Regions from separate parts of the Sus scrofa genome. Here all the other regions are linked to region 1. Evidence: chromatin contacts called from public HiChIP or PLAC-seq data. All regions are on one chromosome and are shown on one strand. The core of a region is the stretch at or near the end of the contact, and the rest is flanking DNA. Distances in the headings are between cores, read along the strand shown. Region 1 overlaps TMCC1 (transmembrane and coiled-coil domain family 1). Region 2 overlaps TMCC1 (transmembrane and coiled-coil domain family 1). Region 3 has its middle 37 kb from the start of PLXND1.

Evidence for each region. HiChIP or PLAC-seq counts read pairs in DNA pulled down with a chosen protein or histone mark.
Region 2: an H3K27ac HiChIP or PLAC-seq map of alveolar macrophages shows a contact between it and region 1. The contact joins two enhancer-like sites. A contact is called at or near these places in 2 of 2 datasets of contacts at active chromatin or transcription factors (alveolar macrophages and skeletal muscle).
Region 3: a contact with region 1 is called in an H3K27ac HiChIP or PLAC-seq map of alveolar macrophages. The contact joins two enhancer-like sites. A contact is called at or near these places in 3 of 47 Hi-C or Micro-C datasets (embryonic fibroblasts, omental adipose tissue and retroperitoneal adipose tissue) and 2 of 2 datasets of contacts at active chromatin or transcription factors (alveolar macrophages and skeletal muscle).

Annotation. Positions count from the first base shown.
Region 1 is chr13:69,203,763-69,206,962 of Sscrofa11.1, reverse strand. The region is part of intron 1 of TMCC1 (transmembrane and coiled-coil domain family 1); the gene reads left to right. Among named protein-coding and RNA genes, the nearest start is that of TMCC1, 18 kb to the left of the region's middle. Within about 2 kb of position 1,327, at least 8 of the 83 cell types and tissues checked have an H3K27ac peak or open chromatin away from gene starts, as enhancers often do. A contact at or near this core is called in alveolar macrophages, where this site is marked.
Region 2 is chr13:69,051,239-69,054,495 of Sscrofa11.1, reverse strand. The region is part of intron 2 of TMCC1 (transmembrane and coiled-coil domain family 1); the gene reads left to right. Among named protein-coding and RNA genes, the nearest start is that of PLXND1, 56 kb to the right of the region's middle. Within about 2 kb of position 1,830, at least 5 of the 83 cell types and tissues checked have an H3K27ac peak or open chromatin away from gene starts, as enhancers often do. A contact at or near this core is called in alveolar macrophages, where this site is marked.
Region 3 is chr13:69,031,864-69,035,186 of Sscrofa11.1, reverse strand. No RefSeq gene overlaps it. Among named protein-coding and RNA genes, the nearest start is that of PLXND1, 37 kb to the right of the region's middle. Within about 2 kb of position 1,511, at least 1 of the 83 cell types and tissues checked has an H3K27ac peak or open chromatin away from gene starts, as enhancers often do. A contact at or near this core is called in alveolar macrophages, where this site is marked.

The DNA.
Region 1 (3,200 bases), core at 78-2,577:
TGTGGTGTAGATTGAAAACATGGCTCAGATCTGGCATTGCTGTGGCTATGGTGTAGACCAGTGGCTCTAGCTCTGAATCGACCCCTAGCCTGGGAACCTCCATATGCCTCAGGTATGGCCCTAAAAAGACCCCCCCCAAAAAAAAAGATGACACTAAATTTTGATGATGTGGTTTGATATAGGGACCTCCTATTACAGATTTTAATTTATTTATTTTATTTAATTTTTTTTTCCTTTTTTTGGCTGCCCTCCGCAGCAGTGCCAGATCCTTAACCCTTAACCCACTGTGCCAGGCCAGGGATCAAACCTGCGTCCCAGTGCTCCTAAAATGTCGCCAATCCCATTGCATCACAGCGGGAACTCCTCATTATAGATTTTTAAAACAGGGATTGTGTGTTGAAAATACAGTTGAATTTTTACATAGTTATATTCTTTTTTTTTTTTTTTCTTTTTAGGGCCACAGCTGTGGCATACGGAGGTTCCCAGGCTAGGGGTCAAGTCGGAGCTGTAGGTGTGGGCCTACATCACAGCCATAGCAACGCCAGATCTGAGCCGTGTCTGCGACCTATACCACACCTCATGGCAATAACCCACTGAATGAGGCCAGGAATTGAACCCGTGTCCTCATGGATGGTAGTCAGATTCTTTTCCAACGAGCCATGAACAGGAAGTCCCACATAGTTATATTCAAGGTAGAATAAAATAGGAAAAAAATAGCTGTTGTATCAGGGAGTTCAGCTCAGAAGTTACTGTCATGTAGTGTTAGGACCTGCCAACTTCTAAGACAACATTTAGTTGTGAAGGAATACTTTGAGTTTAATGAACCTGATTCTCTGTTTAAAAGTTAATATCACTTCAGAGCTCACACTATCATTTTCCTCTTATAGATGAATTTAGAAAAAGTAGTATACCTTTACTAGGCTGCAGTTAGGGTAATTTTGTGGGTTGCTCTCTGTTTGGAGAGGGAATTTTTTTTTTTTTTTCTGTAATGCCTAGCTAAATCTGAAAATTAGAGAAGAGGAAAGGGTGGGGTCAGGCAGGTGGAATAGAAGGGGCAGGTGGGATAACTCTTCCTGGGGTAGTTTCCACTTTTTGGTGGCTAAGGGGCCAAAATATTGGGATGTATTCGCACTGAATAGCTGAACTACCCTTGGTACTATGATGGTTTCCAGCTCTGTAAATTCCAGGTAGTGAAACTAGATAGCTGTGGGCATGGCGCAAGGAAAGGCACAACTTGTCTGTCACCTTTCTCCTGTATTGGAGGTCCCATGCAGCCCTGTCCCAGCTGCTTTCTCTGCCTCGAGACTGGCACCTCAGGAGCAGCAGGAGCTTCAGACTTCTGTCCCCATTGGCCCATATCTCCACAGAGTGGAATCAGGGCTGTGCAGGCCCAGAAGGACTTTGTAGCTGAGACCAACACTGGAAAAGGCACATAGAGCTCAGCACTTGCTGATCTCTGGAGTTCATCTTTGAAGTAGCTCTCAAAACCCCATTCTTTCTCTTTCTTAATTCAGTAACACATAATTCTTAAGAGTTTAGATTACCCCAAGTTTATAAATAAGGAACTCTACCCTCTGTAGTAAATTACAGCAGGATAGCATTCTTCTCTGTTCGAATGAGAGAGAGACTTATAAGATTGAATTAATTGGACTTTTAGCAAAACCAGAAAGCCTAGGTGTAGCAGTCTCCCAAGGGGGAAAAAAGTGACTTGAAGGATAATTCTTGTTGCTGACCACAAGATGGTGCCCCAAGGCCAGGCTCAGTAGGTGAAAGTGAGGGGATGACTGCTACTAGACAGGCCCTTAATGATAAGGGGGTTATTACCTGAGAAGTAACTAGTATAGGAACTCATAAGGAGATGGGATGGTTGAGTAGTGACTATCATGTCGTAGTAATAGGTGCTTTTAAAAATACTGAGCTGAATTGATAACTCTGGGAATGGAACAGACAGTGGAAGAGTAGGTAGGATTTAATGACAATGTTAGAATTAAAAATAATTAAAGATAAAATTTAAAACCCAAAGATCTGCTTGGGTGAACTAGTATTGTTTGTTTTCCTAAAAAAGAGTTGAAAATTATATTTTTTAAAATGAAAACCAATCAGGATCTCTCTTATTTGTGTTTTTAGTGTCAGGTAGCTGAAGCTGTCAGGAATATTTTATTCCCTGTCAAGGGCATCATATGAGACTGGAAAAGAAGGAATAAGTGAGAGATGAAGGTGTATTTGGGCTTTTTTAGTTGTTTTGTAGTAAAGGTATTTATAGAGCAAACCATGGTTGCCAAAGCAAGTGATTTTTAGGTTTATTGATCCTAGCTCAAAGGTCCAGAATGTGTATGTTTCCTTTAATACAGTTGAAGGTATAGATGGGGTGTTCTTGACCTTGGTGAGTTTGTTATGCACAGTTACCATCAGAGACTGCCTCTTTAAGTTTTGTTTTGTTTTTTAAATATGACTTGTATTGCCTCTGTTCCAAGCAACAGCTTTTATGATGAGGGCTCTCAGCATAATAGAAAGTCAAGTAAACTCTTTAAGTTAAATTTATCCTCCTTTTCCTTTATATTGCAAAAGGTATATAGACTTTAGAGTAATTGGACCGCTAAAGGAATGTAGTATGTGAATTTACTTCTGCTTTCCCCTTTTTATTCATAAGATATTTAAGTACTTTATCAGGAGCCTTGAATCTTAGGAGAGAGGGAGAATTTTAGCACCCAAATTGCACTGCTCTTTTGTTTATCCAGAATGTTGTTACATGGATTTGCCTTGTGATCATTAGCTTCCAAAGACTCATAGTAAATAAAAAGACAAAGGACAGACCAGCAGCATTTATTATAGAAAGTAGGCACTAGAACAGGTTGGTTTTTCTTTAGCAATCATAGTATAGCATTTTGTCTAAAAAAAAATTGGGAACTTTGGCAAGTTAGCACAATATTGGCCTTAGTAGGTATTTGTTAAAAGGTAATTTATTTTGGAGTTCCGTCTCTGGTGCAGTGGGTTAAAAATCTGACTGCATCAGCTCGGGTTGCTGTGGAGGTGTGGGTTCTCTCCCTGATTGGCACAGTGGGTTAAAGGATCTGGTGTTGCTGCAGCTATGGTGTAGGTTGCAGCTGTGACTCAGATTCAGTTCCTGGCCCAGAACTTCCATGTGCTGTGGGTGCGGCCATAAAAAAAATTGGTTTATCTTGATGTTATATCATCGTGAC
Region 2 (3,257 bases), core at 581-3,080, 150 kb after region 1:
GGTCTCTTGTATGCATTTGGAAATAATGCAGTAGTCTGCTTTCATAGTTGCCTGTTGGTTTTCAGCCCTGGAACGTAGTTCTTCCTGTTTCTCTCAGTACCTGTTCTACAAGATTCCCTAGCCCTCCTGTCCTAGTAAACTATTGCCCAACTAAGGAAGAACCACCAGCTTTCCAACTTTGAGCCACACCAAAGAGTGATGCATTATATTAAGCATTCCCAACCTGTGCACTCACCAAAGTTTCTCATTCATCAGGAATTTGCCCCAAAAGGGCCCTGACTTGTCTTTGATCTGGGACCGTGACTACTGTGTTGATCAATCCAGTGTATGAAATTGGACCAGTTTCCAAGACCATTTGTAATTTCCATTTTCCAAGACCAATATTCATTTATGAATTGTAAGCGTACAATAAAATCTAGATTTTTTTTTTTTTTTTGGCCTTCATAGTTGCAACCTGTGCCACAGCTGTGGCAACAACAGATCCTAAACCCTCTGCACCCAGGGGAACGTCCTAGATGTGTTTTAATAATTCTTTGGGGGAAGAATTTCACCTGCCCAAATATGATATAACCTACTTTTTTTTGTTGGCCACACCCATGCAGCAGTTCTTGGGTCAGGGACCAAACCCAGGCCACAGCAGTGACCTGAGCCACAACAGTGACAGTGCTGGATCCTTAACCTGCTGAGCCACCAGGGAACTCCCTGACCTACTTTTTTTAAAAAGATCTTATAATGTTCAGGATGTCTGTTTACTGATAGTTAAACTCAAATCATATTAGCTGTCTACATTCCCTTTGAGTTATAATGATTCAGGAAAGATTTTTAAGTAAAAAGTTTCTAAATGAGTTATTAATCTCATGCTTCTTTGTATACTAGATGGAATCACATGAAAAGCATGTGCCAGTCAAAATCATTTACTTATAGGAACAAGAACCACTCCCCACTTCATGTCCAGAGAGTTTTTTATTAGTGTCATAAAAAGGGGTTAAAATCACTTACAAGGAGCTCTTTTTTTTTTTTTTTTTTTTGGGCATATAAAAGTTCCCAGGCTAGGGTAGAATCGGAGCTACAACTGCCAGCCTACACCACAGCCACGGCAGCATAGGATCTGAGCCCCATCTGCAACCTACACAACAGCTCTCGGCAACGCCAGATCCCTGACCTACTGAGCAAGGCTAGGGATCCAACCCACATCCTCCTGGATACAAGTCAGGTTTGTTTCTGCTGCGCCACAAGGGGAACTCCAAGGAGTTCTTAGTTTTAACAAAAGTCACATGTGAAAGGCTGTACACAATTTACTTTACCTTTCTTCCCTCCTAGTTTGGTGTTAATATTTAATGAGAAACTAGAAGTGCTCTTTCTATGAATTCTGGGTGCCTGGCTTCTCCATTTTAGGAGTCAGCTTGGAAGTAAACAGTAGCAAGTAAAGTAAGCACAAGAGTTTATAATGTTAATAACAGAGGTGTGGAAAGTGTTTCTCTTCCTTTCATTGTTCACATTTTGAGTTTGTCTAATAGTATGGGGGGAATGGTTTTATAAAAAGACAATAATAAAACAAATATAAAAATCAAGAAGGCTGAATCAAGCAGTTCAGATCCTCCCTACACCTTACCAGCAGGGGAAAATTACAGCATTTTTCTCAGTTTCCCATTTCTTTTCCCTTTTTCGGGGGGGGCACCCCCGACATAATGGAGTTCCCAGTCAGGGTTCAGATCAAAGCTGTAGCCTCGAACTAAGCTGCTGCAGTGCCGGATCCCTAACCCATTGTGTTGGGCTGGAGATCAAACCCGCGTGGCAAGACACTGCCAACCTGTTGCACCATAGCGAGAACTCCTCCCATTTCTTAGTTATAAATGGAAGTACCTCCCAGGGAGGGAGGAGGTGAGGATTAACGTAGAAATGTCTTCATGAGATTGCTACAGATGCTACCCGTAAAAAGACATAGTGGGCAGGTAGCTATTGTTATTTGTGGTGCTAGTATTCTGATGTTCTGATGATTACAATGACTAAGTAGATTACATCAAACCCTAAATTCCCCACACTTACATTCTTCCACTCAGAGTAACACCATTTCATTTTTACTGGGCTCTTTGCGTTAGCCTGTTGGCATACTATTATTGCACATGTGGATTATGTAAGCTACACAGAGGCTGATGGCACTGATAAAATGTTTGACCAGGTATTCCTAAACACAGTCAGGTTTGTGCTTTCAATTTGCAGGTTGTGAGACTGTGAAAAGAGCTTTCATGACCTAGGTGAACAAATTAGGACAAGTGTTTTAATAATGGTGAGCCAGTACCATTCTTTCAGGGCACTGAGGCAACCCAGAGGACCTCCACTGCAGGACACCAGGGGCGTCTTGCCAACCTCTTTGTTCATCATATTTTGCAAAAGCCTCAAAGTTTATGGCTTTCTCAGTTTCCTCCCTGATGTTTCCTGTAGATTGGAAGTGCTTACTATGGTAACGCAAACACAACTATTAGTGTGAGCGTAATAGAATTTCAACTACAAAATAACAGCTGCAACTTTTCTGTTCTTTCAGAAAGTCATCATTCTCCAGGTAATTCTTCTGACTTGAAGAGGGAAACAAATGCTATTGGTTATTAGTAGATGAATTAATGGGGCTGTTTCAACTGGACCCTTTGTGAGTTTTGCTTCAGCCCTGAGTTCTACAGCTTTGTATCACCTTGGCAAGTCTCCTTACCTGTTTGTGTTTCATCTGTGGGGAAATGCAGCTCATTCTACTTACCCAAAAGCTACTTTGCTGTCTGACTACTTACTAATAAAGTGCTGTCTCTGGGAACAATAGTTGTATTTTCCCATTTAGGAAGACTCAGATCTTGAGATCTTGCTGTTAATTTCCATGTAACTGTGAGTAAATTCTTCAACTTCTAAAAGACTTCATTTTTATGCAAGGGCATGGTAATCCATGGTAAGGATTGCACTTTATACTCAGCACTTTCTGGAAATTTGCAAATATCAGATAAGATTTTCTTAAGAGACTTTCCCTCATACACATACAAAACAAGGAAGGTAGATAGGAGAGTTTTATCAATTTAAAGGACTGCTTGGAACAGTCCAGTGCATGGAAGTCATTGAATTATCTGGCAGACCTGAGCCAGGGAATTGCAGGGGCCCATTTATATGCTTGTGCTGGCCCTCTTGATGAGGAAATAAGAGTTAAGAGGCTCATGCCCAGCTAAGAAGGACAGAATGTATGCCCAGTAAACCCATTTATGCAATGTCATAGGGAAAAC
Region 3 (3,323 bases), core at 262-2,761, 170 kb after region 1:
ACTAAGTTGTGAAAACTTAAAATCACTGTGAGAGTGCCCTTAAGCTTCTTAAATATGGACCAGGCTGCCACGTACAGATGTGTAGATTGTACGCTGGCCATTCCCACAGGGCCATAGTAAGCTACACTGTGAGCGGCGCATCGTAGAGTTTCACAGTACACAGTGGGCACACAAAGCAGCCTTGATTGCTGGTGACAGGTAATTTCGAAGCTGCTTCATTGTCATCCACTAAAAACCAGAGAAAAGAAGGCTGGTAACACAAATCTGAGATGCTGTGGTGTAGAAAACAGACTAGGGAGGCAGGAGGGTGGTTGTGTGGCCAACTGGAAAATGTCTACCTCACCTAAAGGATTCACTTTTGTTATATTTTTTATGGTTGCACCTGCAGCCTATGGAAGCTCCTGGGGCCAGGGATAGAATCCAAGCCACAGCCGTGGCAATGCTGGGTCCTTAACCCACGGTGCTATAGCGGAAACTCCTCACTTGTATTATTTTTAAACTCTGTAGGCCAAACTAAACTCCTAACCAACTCTCCCCAAGTCTAGGTAATGAAGAGTAGCTCACATTTATTGAGTACTTACTGAATACTGGGTTTAATGTTTGGTAGGTGACATGCAGTTCTCCCCACAGTCTGGGCCATGTCATCCTCATTGTCTAGATAAGGAAACAAAGCTTGAGTGACATGGCTTGCCCAAAGCTATACTGTTGGGAAATGGCAAATGAATAAGAAGGAAGATAGGTCTGGGCAACATCTGTAACCAAAGATGGGTGTCGCCAGTGTGTCAGTCTAAGAGTTAATACAAACTGAAACAACCAGTCAACTAAGTAGAAAATCGGCAAGAGTTCACAGAATAAGAAATAGATCACCAATAAGCATTCAAAAGAAAATGTTCAGCCTCATGTGTAAATCAGTACATTAAATTGGTGGGAAAGTAGTGAAAAGGTAGTGAAGTATTGTCTATTTGTGTTCAAAATATTTTTGTTTGTGTACATACATGTTTGTAAGTATATAGAAATGAAACCACTTTAAACTGTCCCCAGGAGTTTCTTCTGGGAAAGGGAGTGGAAGGAATGTTGTTGAAATAAGACTTTCATGCTTGACTCCTGTAAAATATGAAATCTCTTAATATGAATGTACTTGTGTGCTTTTAAATTTAAAAATCAAAGCTTTTTGAAAAGCAAATAACAGGTCCATTGGGAAAGGGTTGACAATGTTTCTAATTGTAATAGCCCATCTTTCGCTTTAGGATTGCCTTAAAGGAACTTTGGACCAAGTCTGGGCCACCCGTTGGGCTTTCTTCCAGCCCTAGATTTCTAGGCGTGGTGGTCAGATGGCCATCCTATTGCCAGAGGGGACATGTGGAGTGGGGGGCTTGTTTCTGGTCCCACCTGTTCAGTCCAGCCCTTCATTCATCGTGTAGCACTGAGAGCCACTCTGTGTACCAGACTCTGCCATGGAGATGTGCTAAATCCAGGGGAAAGGAGCCTATGTTGTAATAGCGTCAGAAGCCATGTGTGGGAGCAAAGAGGAAGAAACAGTTCCGACCTGGTGATTGGGGAAGTCTGGAAGGAGGAGGCAGTGGGGTCTGGACTGAGATGAGATTTTGGTGAGTGGAGATGAGTGAGGCGGGTTTTCCAAGTTGAAGAAACAGTATTGACAAAAACCACAGAGATGAGAAAGGCCAAGGTGAGTGGTTTAAGCAATGGATAAGAGTCTCAGCTGGCTTGGAAGTTGCCTGGAAGAATGTGTAAATGAGGGGCAAAGTTTAAAATGGCTGCAAAAAATTCTGAATGCCATGCTAAAGTTCTGAATACCCCAGGACTCCAAGAAGGTGTTGAGAGGTGTAGTGACCCATCCTGTGTCTGAAGACAATTAAGAGTCCTCTCAGAAGGACCCAGTAGCTGAGTTTTCATGTCAGCTGAGGAAATACTGTCCAAGGTATTTGGTCTTTTGCCTTTTGATCCTACAATGGAAGGCGCTTAAATTTTTAATTTTTTATTTTGTTTTGTTTATTTATTTATTAATTAGGGCTGCACCTGTGGCATATGGAAGTTCCCAGGCTGGTGATCAAATTGGAGCCTCAGCTGCTGACCTACACCGCAGCTCATGGCTGGATCCTAAACCTGTTATAGGCTTTAAGTGCCCTTCAAGGAGATTAGGCCCAAAAGCCTCTGACCATGTCTCATTGTAATGCCCCTTCCCCCTTGACCAGCCTGGGTTGCTCACTCGCTGCTACAGAAGGAATGTCACCCATTCCTCACTCCACTACCATATAATCTGAAGAGATCCAGATGAGTCAGAAAGGTCTCCCAGGCAAATAAGGTATCCTGCCCAAGACCAATCAGAAGATCAAATTGGGTGTCCACTCAGATCACATTGTAGGGTATAAAGACTGTTGCAAACTGAGTTGGGCCCTCTTTTTAACCTGCGCAGAGTTCTCTCTCTCCCTCTCTGAAAACGTACTTTCACTTTAATAAATTGATAAAACATCTGCTGTTTCAATGCTTTGCTATGGTGAGACAGAGACCAAGGAAGCTGAGGTATCAAACCCAATGAGTGAGGCTAGGGATTGAACATGAATCCTCATGGATCCCAGTCAGGTTCATTATCACAACAGGAACTCCTGCCCTTAAATTTTTTATTTGATATATGGAAAGTGAGGATGTAGGAAGCCCAGAATTTAATTCTTACCAATCTAAATTTTGGGCACTAGAATCCTTAAATTCTACAGAAGTACTCACAAAATTTATTCAGGCTTCTGCTTTAATGAATGCCTAAACTGTCCAATTGAATATTCTTTTAGAAGGCTTAATTTCAATAGTCATTGAGACTCTATTAAAATATAGAGCAAACCATGATGAAAATATAATAAACTCTATACCTTAGAAAAAAGGTTGTGAGGATTAATTGAAGTAATTGTACAAGCCTCACTTAGCTCCACAGATGATCTCAGTTATTAATGTTATTCATAGACTGAGAATTCCTTGAGGACAGGGACCTTTCTGACTCATCTGGATCTCTTCAGATTATATTGTTTCTCCCATTCTTACCTGATAAAGGGCCTAGTAGCTAGAATTGGGGTTCTCTCTAGCCAGCCTTGGCTCTTGGCTCACTTTGGAAAACTAAGCAAAACGGTGTGTCTAGAATGCTCTGACCATAGGAACAGCAAAGGGCAAATCCCAGCCCCAGAGAACAAAAACTGGCAGATGCTGCGTGTGCACCGGGCTGAGGGACCAACAGGAAATTCTGCTGGTGACTTAACCACAGGGAAGAACGCCATTGTGTTCATGGCTATGTCCTCAGTGCCTGCAACGGTGCCTGG